Linked DNA regions of Bicyclus anynana: region 2 is linked to region 1. A link is a contact called in public Hi-C data. All regions are on one chromosome and are shown on one strand. The core of a region is the stretch at or near the end of the contact, and the rest is flanking DNA. Distances in the headings are between cores, read along the strand shown. Region 1 overlaps LOC112045889. Region 2 holds the start of LOC112045889.

Region 1 (7,262 bases), core at 4,206-6,705:
ATTATTAAATTAGCTTTGAACTGAAATAGCTATTTATGGGAAAATAATGCAAAATGCGCATCTTCCTTGTAAAAAATAATAGACGTGTGATTGCCAGTTATTAATAGTAAGGTGGCCTTTTGTCGAATAGCTCATATGGAACGGTCACGGTCGGCACCTACGCTGTGATCAAAATTATATACTAAACAGCGCATGCCAATTTACGTTAAATGGTTTTAGGAATAGTGGTTAAATTGGCGTGCTGGTTATTAATTTTCGGTGATTTGTTGCTGGTTGTTTGGAATAGCGATTGGGTTGCGCGGCAGCACATTCCGATATTGGTTTGGTTGTATCTGAGAAGTTCTATCATCTGTCTATGAAAGTTAAGTGAGTTAGTTACCAGTATATGATTCTGCGTTATAATATGGATCCTGCTATATCTGGTTTTGTCTGCATAAAGTTCACATAAATTACTTATTTACGAATAAATTATTTACATATTCGTCTTTAGTAATTATATGTATAAGTTCATACGATTTATGTACTTGAAAATGATGCCAGTTCTACGGTAAGCTCGACACCAAGAGATCAACCCCTCCCCTCCCCCCTTCTAGATCTAGTCTATTGTCGTGATTGAGTTGTGATTTTGTTAGGAATGAGTAGCTCCTCGGGTTGCAGGGAGCCGCTGGATGCTGGCGGCTCGAGACCGTTGTGTTTGGAAGTCCATGCAAGAGGCCTATGTCCAGCGGTGGACGTCCATCGGCTGATAATGATGATGATGATGATGAGTAGCTCATTCCTAACAAAATCTTTCCGACTAATTTGAGTGAAACGGGAATATTGGAAATACTAAAAACAAAAACGTTGTTGGTTTTTCTCTGCAGAACCTGGTACCTACTTGTCTTCCAAACATATATAGGCACAAAAAATAATCAAACTTGAACCCAAAAGTGGTTATAAACGAATTTCAATCAGACAATGTACAGATTCTTAGCCGAGAGTTTAGGTATAATCCCTCAGATTAAATCCGTTTTTACTTAGCCACGTACAAAAAGTGCCGAAACCTTGAGCATACCGGTAAACAGTAGGTACATCGCTTACAGCAATCAAAACGATGATCACGCTCGTCGTGATGATCGTGAATCTGTGCTGACTGCTGACGTCACACGTCACTGACACAGACGATGATTAATGACATCATTCAGGGAAGGATATTCCGTATTAAAGCGATTAGCACACAGATGTAAATTCATCATCATTGTAAATACTGTCAACATCCAATTTAGTAATAAGGATCGATAATAGATAATAATCAGCGGCATTTTAACGGCCCATACAGAGTCAGTGCTACTCCCTTATAGGATGCATAATTGAATATTGAATATCCCTATGGCTACGCTCATATCTCTGCGTGATCGAATCATAAATGAAATCCTCAGAAGAGCCATAGTTACCGACATAGCTCAACGAGTCGCAAAGTTGAAGTGGCATAGGTATTTCCTGAAGAGCCGATGGACGTTGGAGTCCCAAGGTACTGGAATAGTGACCCCGCACCAAAAACACTAGGTGCTCATAGTACTTTCGGTCCATACATTTTAAGTTGTTATGTACTTACATAAATCTCTCGTATGTAAGGAATAAGTAGTAGTAATACGCCAGTAAGTAGTACGTAAGTAAAATTTTCATCCACCATAATATGAACATCCCTTCCTCCCCTATAGTCAGGCTCGGTATATTATGGGAGAGAAGGCACGTATGTTGTGCATTTTATCACTAACGATATTGATAATAATTAGGTTATTTTTTTTATTTTACTCTTTACAAGTTAGCCCTTGACTACAATCTCACCTGATGGTATGTGATGATGCAGTCTAAGATAGTAGCGGGCTAACTTGTTAGGATTAGGATGAAAATCCACACCACCTTTGGTTTCTACACGGCATCATACCGGAACGCTAAATCGCTTGGCGGTACGTCTTTGCCGGTAGGGTGGTAACTAGCCACTATAATAGGGTGGTAACAATTAGGTACTCTATAAGTTACTAATATTATAAAGCTGAAGAGTTTGTTTGTTTGTTTGTTTGTTTGTTTGTTTGATTGAACGTGCTAATCTAGGAACTACTGGTCCGAAAATTTCTTTCAGTGTTAGATAGCCCATTTATCGAGGAACGCTATAGGCTATATATTATCCCCTTATTCCTACGGGAACAGGAACCACGCGAGTGAAACCGTGAGCGTCAGCTAGTAAGTTATGTTTTTATATTCAGAACCCATGCTTAGCAACACACCAATAAAAATAATGATTAATTCGCTATGTAGTCATAATATTATATTATGGAAATGCCTCATCCGGTGGGATACGACGGGCGCGGGGTCAATGCACCGCGCACTTGTCATGCGCCATGTGCACGACACGCCATGCACAATGCACATGCACATGCACGCAACCGCATACGGTTTGCATGCAACACGTGCTTTATGTAGTTATACCACTTTTCTTTTTTTATAAAGAGTTCTTCACGAACCCACTAACCTAGCAATGGGGATGATGACTAGGTTTGAATATATTGTTTTTTATGATACATTCGAGTAAATAAGGTCAATGTTAACTAATTTATATATAAAAAGCAAAGATTGTCTGGATATTTGCAAAATAAATGAGATTATAAAATTTCAAAATCTATTAAAAATCTTTTATTGTAATAAGATGAAAATTCATACAGTTTTAGTTTTCTTACATTAAATGTGTCATTTTTTAGTATATGAACTATAAACATAAACGCACAAATAACAAAGATATTAGTAATTTTGTTTGTAGCAACATACAAATCTGACGATCATTACATTGCCTACGACGTCATTAGTTCGTGCCATTTTGTATAGGGCGTTTTTCAGGGAGCGCCGCGGATCTGACCCTTTAAATCCCTGTAGCTCCGAAAGTAATGATCGCAGATACCCTGTTCCTTTTACAAAATTGCTTTACTATTAGCATACTCTTAATTTATATACAATTTAAAAAACTGTCATCATCCCTATTGAATTTGAATATGTGTATCTACTTTATTATTATATTTTTGTAATTACTTAATTAAGGATTAATAATGTTTTATAATGAATAAATAAAATAAAAAATTTCAAAGTCGATTTATAAAGGCGATTGATTCTGACTAAATATTTGTTAAACCGATGAACGATTTATCTGATACTAGCGGACGCGACTTCCTCCGCGTAGAATTTAGTTTTTTACAAATCCCTCGGGAACCATGGATTTTTTCGGGATAAAAAGTTTTCCGGGAGTAAAATCTATTTCCATTCCAAATTTCAATCAAATCAGTTCAGTAGTTGCAGCGTCAAAGAGTAACAAACATCCATTCAAACCTTCGCGTTTATTATATTAGTAGGATAAGCACATTTGTTAGATCTTGGAAGAAATCGAGTATAATTAAACATAAGGAGTCACAAAATCAAAAGGACCAATAAAGACTACTGGAGGAATTTTAATAAAAAAATTTCAACTGATTATCACAGAAGAGAATATGAATATAATATATGAAATAGAAGAATGACGTTAAAACCAAGTTGATAAGTAAGTATATTTGTTATCGGATCCGCCGATGTCTGTAAGATGACTTGGAAGGAAAAACCACCATGGTTCGCTACGTTCATAGTTACGTCCGACTCCTCAACAACTAACTTAAAGCAGTATGGTCATTAATAAATATGTTGTTCCTGGGCCCAAGTACTACTACTTATTGTCAAAGTAGATGTACGCATTTTCATATTACGAAACATTACACCGACGCGTGGATGATTCGAGCAGTTTTCACTTTTGCACGCTAATGCGTATGCCGATATTTGTTTATCTACCACTATAGAAATTCATTATTTGCTGTCCATTCATTAGACTATGCCCACTAAAAGATTATGTTAATTTAAAACCAAAGTCAAATTATCTTTAACCTATACACCGTAAATGGTACGATGTCATTGTCAATTTTTGGCAACCTGGCGCAGTTGGTCAATGGTCATTTTCTACTCGTAGTTTGGGTCATTTTTTTTGGCTCAGGTCCGGTCTGGTGGCAGGCATGGTCAGTGGCTAGTAGATACTACCCTGCCGACAAAGACGTACGAGGCGTTTTAGCGTTCAGGTACGATGCCCCGTACCTACAGATAACTGAGCCTAGACGGTCAGAGGTAGGCCTCTGACGGTATCTAGGCGGTATGACAATCTTAATCTTTACCAAATAATCAATTTTCCATCTTAGATTGCGTCACATAACGTCATGTGAAATCGCAGTTAAGGTACAGAAAACATATGTACAAGTAGTTAAGGGTTAACTTGTCATGTAACAAAAGACAATACTTTTATGTGTTTTTCAAATGTGAATTAAATGATGCAACTGTCGCGAAAATCTCCGAAAATGCTGAACAAACTTGAACTAACTTTCATCACGTAAAACTTGCATTTGATCCAACTGATCTAGCCTTAAATTTCCAAAAGTTTCACTTAACGAAATAACAATTAAAGCAAAATATTATTAATACAGATTTACTTAAACAAAGTCAGCCTTTTTAGTAGATGCCAAATGTTAAACATTTCGCCTGTTGCTGTAACGACAGCGCTGCTTGTCGGTGTGTTGATTTCCGAGAAGCTTAAAACAGCTATCCTGTGTTCCCGAGCTGCGTTTAGCAGAAAACACGTCCGACTGGAGACAGGAGCAAAAAGACGTTCACCGCAGATTCAGTTCACCTTAGCGAGAGTAACACGCTCTCGTTCGAAGTATCGTTTATGAAATCGAATTTGGACAAATAAAAATATCTCTCTCTGTCTTATAAATGCTACCATCCATTTAAGACAACTTGAATAATAAATTTTTAGATTGATATTTTAGTCTTACATTTATTTCTTTTACATTTGGCAGAGTAATCATCATGATCAGCATGTTTTAACAGCCAGGATTTCCTTCTTATTCTTTTAGGAAAGAGGATACGAAACTTAGAACCATCACGCTGGCCCAAGGATTCAAGGACTTGGGATTTGATTCTTGTAATCAGGACCGACGACGGCTAAAAGTGGTATTCTGAAATAACTACAATGCTGTTAAGCTACTCGTAATTTATTCAAACAATTTTTTTTCAGTTAGTTGCATTCCGGCTTAATACGTGTTTGAAAGTCCTTACAACAGTCTAGCTATGGACATCCATCAGCGGAGTATGGTAATGAGTTGTTCCATATAGTAAAAGACGAACAAGTTGACAATTTTGAACAAAACAAATTATTTCCTAAAGTTTCGAATATACACTCCTGATCGAATACCATCCGTTCTACAATCTTCGTCTTTTGTTACTAAAACTCCCATAAAACATAAAGCCATCTTCAACCGCCAGCATGAAGCTGTAAAATTAAGATCTGATCACATAATATACAACTCAAAGACAAGGTACATAAGCTCCACTTTGCTTTGTCGATGACGTCAAAAACGTATTCGATTACGTACAAATTCCATGCTAAGGCATGGCTCTCGGTCGTTTTGTTGCGTTGATGCACCGCAGCCGAACAAGTTTCCGACAAGGAGCTGTAAACGGCAGGAAGGCAGTTTGTTAGTGCACATAAAAGATTTATTACATTTTACTCGAAAACCTCAAGTTATGTAGCTATTTCATTGAAGTCTTTAGTTATATAACGCGTTGTATTGTGTTTTGATCATGTAGTACCTATATGTATTTTGTTTTATGTTATTCTGGGCTCTTCATAACGGCTTCATAGTATATCTTCTTTTAATATTATAAAGCTGAAGAGTTTGTTTGTTTGATTGAACGAGCTAATTTCAGAAACTACCGGTCCGATTTGGAAAATTATTTCAGTGTTAGATAGCCCATTTATTGAGGAAGGCCATAGGCTATATATTATCCCCATATTCATACGGGAACTAAAACCACGCAGGTGATACCAAGCGGCGTCAGCTAGTATCACATAAATACTTAATGTAAGCCGTAATATAATAAGAAGTAATTAAAATTCAAAGTATTAAAAAAAATGGACTGTTAAATATTCTTTTTTTTTAATTTCGCAAGTTTGTAGCAATATTCAACAAAGTTATTTTCTACAACTAAGTAAAGTTGTGGTTATCAAAGAAATAAACAAAATACTCTCTACATTTTCATTGTTAGCATTATACCCATAGCAATCATTATAGGAAGTGGAACATCAGTTCCGGTGATTAATTCATCTCAATTCATACAAAAAAATTACGTCTTGGCATCATCTATACTATCTGTACTAATATTATAAATGCGATGGTAAATCTGTCTGCCACCTTTTCACGGCTAAACCATTAAACCGATTTGGATGAAATTTGGTATAGAAATATATTGGAAAATAAAGCAGAACATAGGCTACTTTGTATCCCGGAAAAATCCTAGAAATCACGTAAACGGAGTCGCAGGCGCGCGCTGGAATAACAAGAAAATCAATATAATAATTTTATGCAGTCAAAAATTACGTACGAAACAATGCATCAGTTAAATTTTGGTGGACGTAATGGAATGATATCAACAAAAAAATACCCACATGTTATTGTTAACCTCATTTGGAAGTCAGTTGAAAAATATAAACACTGCTGACGAACAAACCAAAAAACTTGCCAAAACTGCAACCTACTTAGTCTGTCGATTTGCATAATAATGCAATGTTACGCAAATATTTGGACACGCGCTCGAAATAAAACATACCTACCTACTAACATAATACCTACGTATTATAAACAAAAAAATCTTAGCGTAGAACCACACTAATTGATTATGAAACACGGCTAAAACTCACGTGATATTACGTCGGAGTATGCCCGACTAGTTTAGAACCCATACGGGGCCCTTAGTCATGAGCTGGTTCTTGCATCGCGGCACGATCCAAACTGATATCACGTGAGTTTTAGCCGTGTTTCATAATCAATTAATATGAATAACACTCACGATAGTTTAAATTCTAAAATAGAACCACACTGTTTACTGTATAAGAACTACTAAATATCATGTACATACGAATAAATTACATTTCAACGTAAGTTTGCTTTTAGAATTATACATATACAATTAAATACAATAATATTTAAATTACTAGTAACTAAGCTAACCTAAACTTATTATAAAAATAATAATTAGGCGTCGTAGAATTCATCCGAATCGATGATCATTGGTAAAGTGCCCAGAATACTGGCAGTATAGCCACGTTGTATGGCAATACTGATTCTCTGAGTATAATAATAAGTAGTATAAAATATTTA
Region 2 (7,096 bases), core at 2,798-5,297, 61 kb after region 1:
AATTGGTTTTTTTACTGGTTCTACTTAAAAAGATTATTTTAAAAGCCAATATTGTAATAACTATACGTACTTAAAAGAAAACTGTAGCAGGTCCAATTCTGTACATTGAAGTTATTTTGAATTTTTTTTTATTGGAAGGCACTGTACAATCGAAACTGAAGCTAAAACTAGTTTTAGTCTTAATATTTTTGTTGGCTGCGCACCACGCTGATATCATCATCATCATCATCATCATCATCATCATCATATTCATCATCATCAACAGCATTTCAGCAGCTCCCTGCAACCCGCTTGATGTCCTCAGTCCATCTAGTGGGGTGTCGACCAACACTGGGCTCACATATCTTAAGGTCATAAGATACTTTAGCCCACGTAGCCGATCGCGGCGGTACTTGAATAAAACTTTGTCCCTCAATAATTATGTTCTTTAATTCGTAATTATCTAATCTATTCCAACACTTTCAATAACACGAAACTTGACCATATCTGTTAATTAATCAGAACATTCTACAGCAAAATGTGTGTACTGATCACATATGTGTGACTGATTTGAGAGTTAATGTGTGCTAATGTGAATAGCTCACATGTTTGGAGTAAAAGAAGTAAATATACTATCACATTTGGTTACAGTTTGCGTAATTAAATAATTTATATCTAAAATAGTTTTATAGCAGTCGTCAATCGATATCTATACTAATATTATAAAGCTGAAGACTATGTTAGTATGATTGAACGCGCTAATCTCAGAAACTACTGGTCCGATTTGAAAAATTCTTTCAGTGTTAGATAGCCCATTTATCAAGGAAGGCTATAAGCTATATATTATCCCTGTATTCTTACGGGAACGGGAACCACGCGGGTGAAACCGCGCGGCGCCAGTCAGTAATTTAATATTTGATGCCATGTGTCTTTATTAGTCTAACTTGGCGAAAGAATTCTTGCTCTTTCTAGTTTTTTCTTAGAAACTAGGCATTTTGTACATATAATACATTTAAAATTTTTTTCTTCACTAATGTGTAATTTAATTATTAAGATTTGAGAAATTTCACCTTAATAGTTATCTTCTCAAAGCTTGATTAATCATTAATATACTTAGTATTTTAATGAAATTCTCAATACGATTTCCAATTAACTACATTTACAGATTCTGTATTCAAAAACCATCTCCTACATTTATTGCTGCCTTCAAATGAATGACATTCAAGTGTTTCGATTTCTAAAATATCAAAAATTTCACAATCGACAAAAACCTCTACCTGCTTGATGTTTTGATAAGTAGATCAAGTAACCTTTATCTTCAGATAAAATGTTTGTCAGGTATACACACATTTATAAAATGTATAGGACGAACAGAATCTACCTGACTCCTATCGGTCGTTGTACAAGTATGTATGATTTATGATACAAATACGCAATTGTTTACTTAAGTTACGTATGTTACAGTTTTAAAATATAGTAAACTTTTTACCAAATCAGTTTGTGTTGTAAAGAAGACGCCAAGAAACATTTAACAATCTAATATTTCATTTAATTTAACTTTGCAAAGCATGCTAGGATCATGCTCTGTACGAATAATAAATATATCAAAACTCCCGACGGTATTTGATAGCAAAAAGCATAATATCGTAGACAACTTCCCCTAAAACATGTACCACTAATGAGATTTTACTCTAATAAACTGTGCTGATTAAAAGGAAAGCCTACTAATACAAATTAAGTCTACTTTCTATCTTCCCTACTTCTCATAAAATATATCTTAATTTAAATAATAACAATTACTTAAGTAATGCGTTATGCAATTTACAGAGATAAAATTACCTTCGGTATCATACAAGCTTATGCTAAGTTGCTAACCCCATAAAGAATTAATGTCGTTTTGAAAATGTAATAAAAGATGGAGCTCATATAATTCGGTCGGTCTCACTTACACAATTAACAACGACAGAGATGATGGTATCGTAAGTGATGACGTAACTATAGCGTCGTGAAATGAAAGCAATGGCCAAAGGCTCTATGATCATAAAGACCCTGATTACTTGTTTGATGAAGATAAGGAAAATGCAACTTTACAAACCAATGTGCAATACGACGACGTAAATACTAATAATAATAAGGTTGTTAACTATCCTTTCTTCTATACGATAGACTTAATTGTATTAAAGATGCTACTGGTTGTAGTTACTGTGAGCCTGGTTTGTATTTAGCACAAGCAAAAAGAGCAATTAAAATGACTGTACGTCATAAAAACACAACGTTGTGACGTAGTAAACCTGCTATATTGTTAGAAAAAAAAATAGTAAGAAGACCAAGAAAGTAGTGGTTTTTAATGAAACTCTGTTTTTTTTAAGTTTAATAATTCATCCAGTTATTTTTAAATCCATCATCATCATCCATAAGGTTTTACCCCTTTTTTCTCTCTATCGTCATTATAAACCCATGATTCAAACAATCTTACGCGTCTTAGTCGTAAAACCTGTTTGTATGGTTAAGCGTTTCAAATTATGGGGTGTTTATAAACTGGCTCATTTTCAATATCCCATTGGAAGTTGAGAGTGCTTTGTTACGCTATAAATAAAGCCACGTTAAGTAGTCATTTCCGCTGGGGCGATGATATCAAAGTTCGAAGCTTTTTAAACGATCATAAAATAAATAATAAACAGGACATATTTGAAAATAGTTTATGTTACTTTCTTTATGTTATCTATAAATGAAGAATTTGTTTATTTAGGTAGGTAGTAAGTTCTCCAGATCAAGGTTTTAAAGAGGCAACCATTGACATGCCGCTTATTAATTCTGTTATAAGATACTATGCATTGCAATAGGTAAATGATCTGGTACATCATAAATCAGGTGACAGAGGATCATTTTAGAACCTCCTTGGAATTCACTTAAAATATACTTTCTAATTATTGCCTTTCACTAAAACCACGCACAGATGTTGCATATTTTGCATAATTATGTTCTGATCTTCTTATTATTCTAAGCTGATTTACTGGGCTTCAAGATTTTGTAGTGATTTCTTCAATCAATTGAGAAACATGGAAGCTTCAACGTAATGTAGACAAAAGCTTTGCTTGAAAGATCTGTTACAGCACTAAATCTTAGTTATCCATGTTAATATTATAATATAATAGGAGGAAGAAGATGATGATTTGTTTATTTAATTCAATACGCTAATCTTAGGAACTACTGGTTCGAATTGAAAAGTTCTTTTGAAGTTGGATGTTCCATTTATCGAGGATGTCTCTAAGCCAAATATCATGAATGAAAAATGTGGTAAAATTGTATGCGCTGCAAAAATAGTTAAACTTACGCAAAAATCATGTATAACGGAATTGCCACCTTTATAGTTCTAAAATGGTTTCTATGTATACGAAATCGCGGGCGTCTGTTAGTAAAACATAAAAAGCAACAAAAAAACAGAAACCAGACTCGAGATAGCGTCTTGCCTTGAGTTTTCAAGACCATCGCTCGAGCAGGACAATCTGTTAAGGCGATCGGCCCGTGTGTCGGACTTAATGGGGCTTTCAACTGAATTGATGGGTCTGGCTACGTCGGCATCATTAGCTATTGTATTTTCTACGTACTTACGACAGATGAATAGACATGATGATCCAAAGCTCAAAAGCTCAACAGATTGGATGATGAAGTGGGTATCTTAAAACTATAAGCAACTATAATTGAAGCTTGAGGGAAACCGAGTGGCAATTTCCAATACTATAAAATACCCAAACAAAGTTTGACTCAGCATGATTTACTAACTGACAAACTTGTAAAACCCGTAAAAGCCAGTTGTCAACGTAAGTTGAAGGTTGAAAGTTGGCATGCCTGAAGTTAAATGTGATTGGGCTATTGTGTGAAGGGTGAGGAAGTTACCTGGTGGGTTTCGGTCAAAGCTGTACGAGGGCAGGCGAGCGAACATTCATGCTCGCGCGGTCGACGACCTGGCGGCTAACTGTTCAGCAACTGTTCAAAGCACTACACTGTCACTGACCGGGACTACGAAACACAACCTTACTCTGCGGGAGTGCGAGGCAGACTGGCCGCGCGTTGTCTTCGCCGCCGCGTGCGCCCACGGCCTTGACCGCCCCCCGCACACCCGCGTTGGCCCGACCCTCCAACCGGCAGAGGGACCGAGGATCGGATTCGACGCATCCGCATAAAAAATTAAAAACATTGCCGACCCATGACGCGTCAAGTTTATCTGAATGGTGTTTGGCCTGCTTCTAATCTTGTGGCAACTGGCAAGCAACGTTACATTGAATTGCCGTTCATTTTCATTAACCATGTCGATCCCACAAAACTAAATCTTAGTCCTACACACTCGATAGCATAATTTTTGTTCCTAACTTCATAAAGGCACCTACCTAAATTTTTCGTTGAGGAAATTTGATGGGTCGTAGTGAACTAAAGGAGAATACAAGTTTCGGATATTCTCGAAGTTTCTAAAGCAGCTTTTTTAATAATCTTAGTTTTCGACAGAAACCTCATTATCAGACCATTTTTAATAGTAGATAAACTAGAGTGCACATCCCTGTTTCCTTCTATCGGTTGACATCATCATGATAACTTGGTTCCCAAAACGAAGTTTGGCGGTCAGTAGGGTGCCTATGCCAAAACTTTTCAGTCTTTCACGATTCCAGTTGCCGTCGATGTGACGACTGTCGTCGTGCTCTCATGCCCATTAACTTTCCTTCCAGGATTCAAAATGCAGCCACCATTCGAGCCCTTCTAGGAATTAGTTGCCAATTCGACAGTGTTCCATCTATTTTTATTGCTACTTCTTGGTTTCAATAGAGTTTTTCGATTATTGGGAAATTGCAAGATGTTATCGCCGATCTCCAACTTACGGCTAGACAGGTTGTTCATAACTAATTTCAGAATTTGCAATTATTCAAAGTGTCGAATCTAATAAAGAAAATGAAGATACTGAAATAGCTTGTCGATAACATCTTCATAATTATCCTTTTCACTATTGATTGATTGTCAAATTAAGAAGGAAAAGTTAACAATTCAGTGCTGCCGGCATTAGAAAATATTTTGGGTTTGTAATCTACTTCATAAAGAAATCTATAGATAAGTGTCGACATTGTAAATTAGCCATTGATAATCGTTTTTCTCGCTCTCAGAATCATGGGACCGACATTGTAAACAATTAATCGGTTCAAGAAAGTTTTTCGACATATTTTTATGAATACCTTTACTTTTAGGTTTTTCTTAGCATCTTCGTAATTAACAAAAAACATTGATTGAGGACATTTTTAATGTGTTGTAAAGGTTACCTACTTAATATCTGTTGGGCCATGTATTTGTTTGACGACCTCTCCGGAGAAGTTGGTAAGGTTTAATTTTCAAGTACTTGATGCGATTCCGAATTCTATCAACTAATGAGTTTATATTTTATAAAAGGTGTGATATTTATGTGTGGTAGGCATGACATAGGCATCAGATGGTAGACCGTGGCTAGTAACCACCCTGCTAGCAAAGATATACCTTCAAGTTTTAGCGATCTGGTACGATGCCTCTTACAAACTGACAGAGGTATGGAAAGAATAAACTTGCACCTACTTCTTCCAAAGCCCGCTTCCATCTTAGATTCCATCGAGTTTTTTCCAGTAAGCATCATCATCTTAGATTGTCGTTACTTAACACTACACATATAGTGTTCCCGGTAATCTCTGAAATTCTGAACAGACTTTTATGCGTTCATAACTAGACTATGTGATGCTAATAATAGCCATAACTTGTGCCGTTAAATTTAGACTTAGTATTTGCTAAAATACAAATACCTGAAACATCTAAGTACTTACTTCGAGCATAAAATTATAATAGTTTTTGCAACAAACTAGTTTGTATTGCGCGTGAGTTATGCCTCGAACATCGGTGAGGAGACAACATGGCGGATGTAAATAAGAAATATAAATAGAAAGCCATATTCAATCGTGCAGGCCGCTACGCGGAGACGTTTGCTTTGTGCCACAGGCAAATATCGTTATCTAAGGTTGGGTGTATGAAAGTAAATAGACAGCAAACCTTTGATAAATTCAAGATTGAGAGGAACTTTCAGTAATAAATATCGTTAAGTACAAACTGGCACAGAAAATATATTAGACTCATCATCATCATCATCCACAGCCGAAGCACGACCATTGTTGGACACAGGGCTTTTATTTGAGCTTCCAACACGAAGACCTCGAGCCGCCTGGATCCAGCGGCTCCCGGGTTAAAATCAAAATCAGTTTGACAGAATCATAGTAGCTCTTGCTCTAGCGGAGGGACACTAATTAATAATCTAAGAACAGAATAATCATTTTACTTCGAGTCGTCAATACATTTGTTCATCATTTTCATATCTAATAAGTGTCTGTAAATTTAGCTTCGGATCACGTAGATTCGAATCCTGTGTCGGGCTATGAAGTACTGTGATTTTCTTTATTCAGTCAGAGAATACCATTCTAATTGCCTGGTCAAGTTATTAGCCCAGTGAATATGATATCTGCCTTCGATTTGTAGGACGTAAGTATGAATGAACTCCGGGGAAGACACTGTTTACTAAACTTTTCAGTTATATGCATTTTAAGAAACTAAATATCACGTATTTCAAACATTGAAGTATAATAGCATAGTGAGGAAACCTGCGTACCTGAGAATTTTCTTAATTCTCTACGTGTGTGGTGGACTATTAGCTACCTCCTTTCATTCTGCGCTCAGTATGGATAATGGAATATGGGCTGTTAACAATGTTAATGATAACCCTAGTCGCAGTATGATGCAGCGAAATCGACTGTATTAAATTGTTGTAGATATAGGTACCTACGAGTATCTTAAACCACAATATTTACAATAATATTTAACACCTACTATTTCTGAGACATGAAAAAAATACTGGCCAAAAGCCAAGTTGTAAAAGAGTGCCAAGATTCAGTCGCGGAGGCGCCACAACATAATAAAAATAAACGATTTATTATTATTGTTATTGTTTTATACCTAGAGATATAAATACACTACACTTGATCGAACAAGTAGATGAGGTGCCGTGCACTATGAGAAGCTTTAGTCACAGTAGATATAGTGCTTTAGTGGTCTTGCAAGAATC

What was found. A called contact is a pair of places that touch in the nucleus more often than the background predicts.
Region 2: a contact with region 1 is called in a Hi-C map of whole body, with 1.7 times the contacts expected there. The contact joins the promoter of LOC112045889 here to the enhancer-like site in region 1.

Annotation. Positions count from the first base shown.
Region 1 is chr8:16,812,341-16,819,602 of ilBicAnyn1.1, forward strand. The region is part of intron 1 of LOC112045889; the gene reads right to left. Among protein-coding and RNA genes, the nearest start is that of LOC112045892, 23 kb to the left of the region's middle. Within about 2 kb of position 5,456, at least 8 of the 8 cell types and tissues checked have open chromatin away from gene starts, as enhancers often do.
Region 2 is chr8:16,874,975-16,882,070 of ilBicAnyn1.1, forward strand. LOC112045889 reads right to left here and starts at 4,048. Exons shown (of 2, transcript XM_024082272.2): 1 at 3,877-4,048.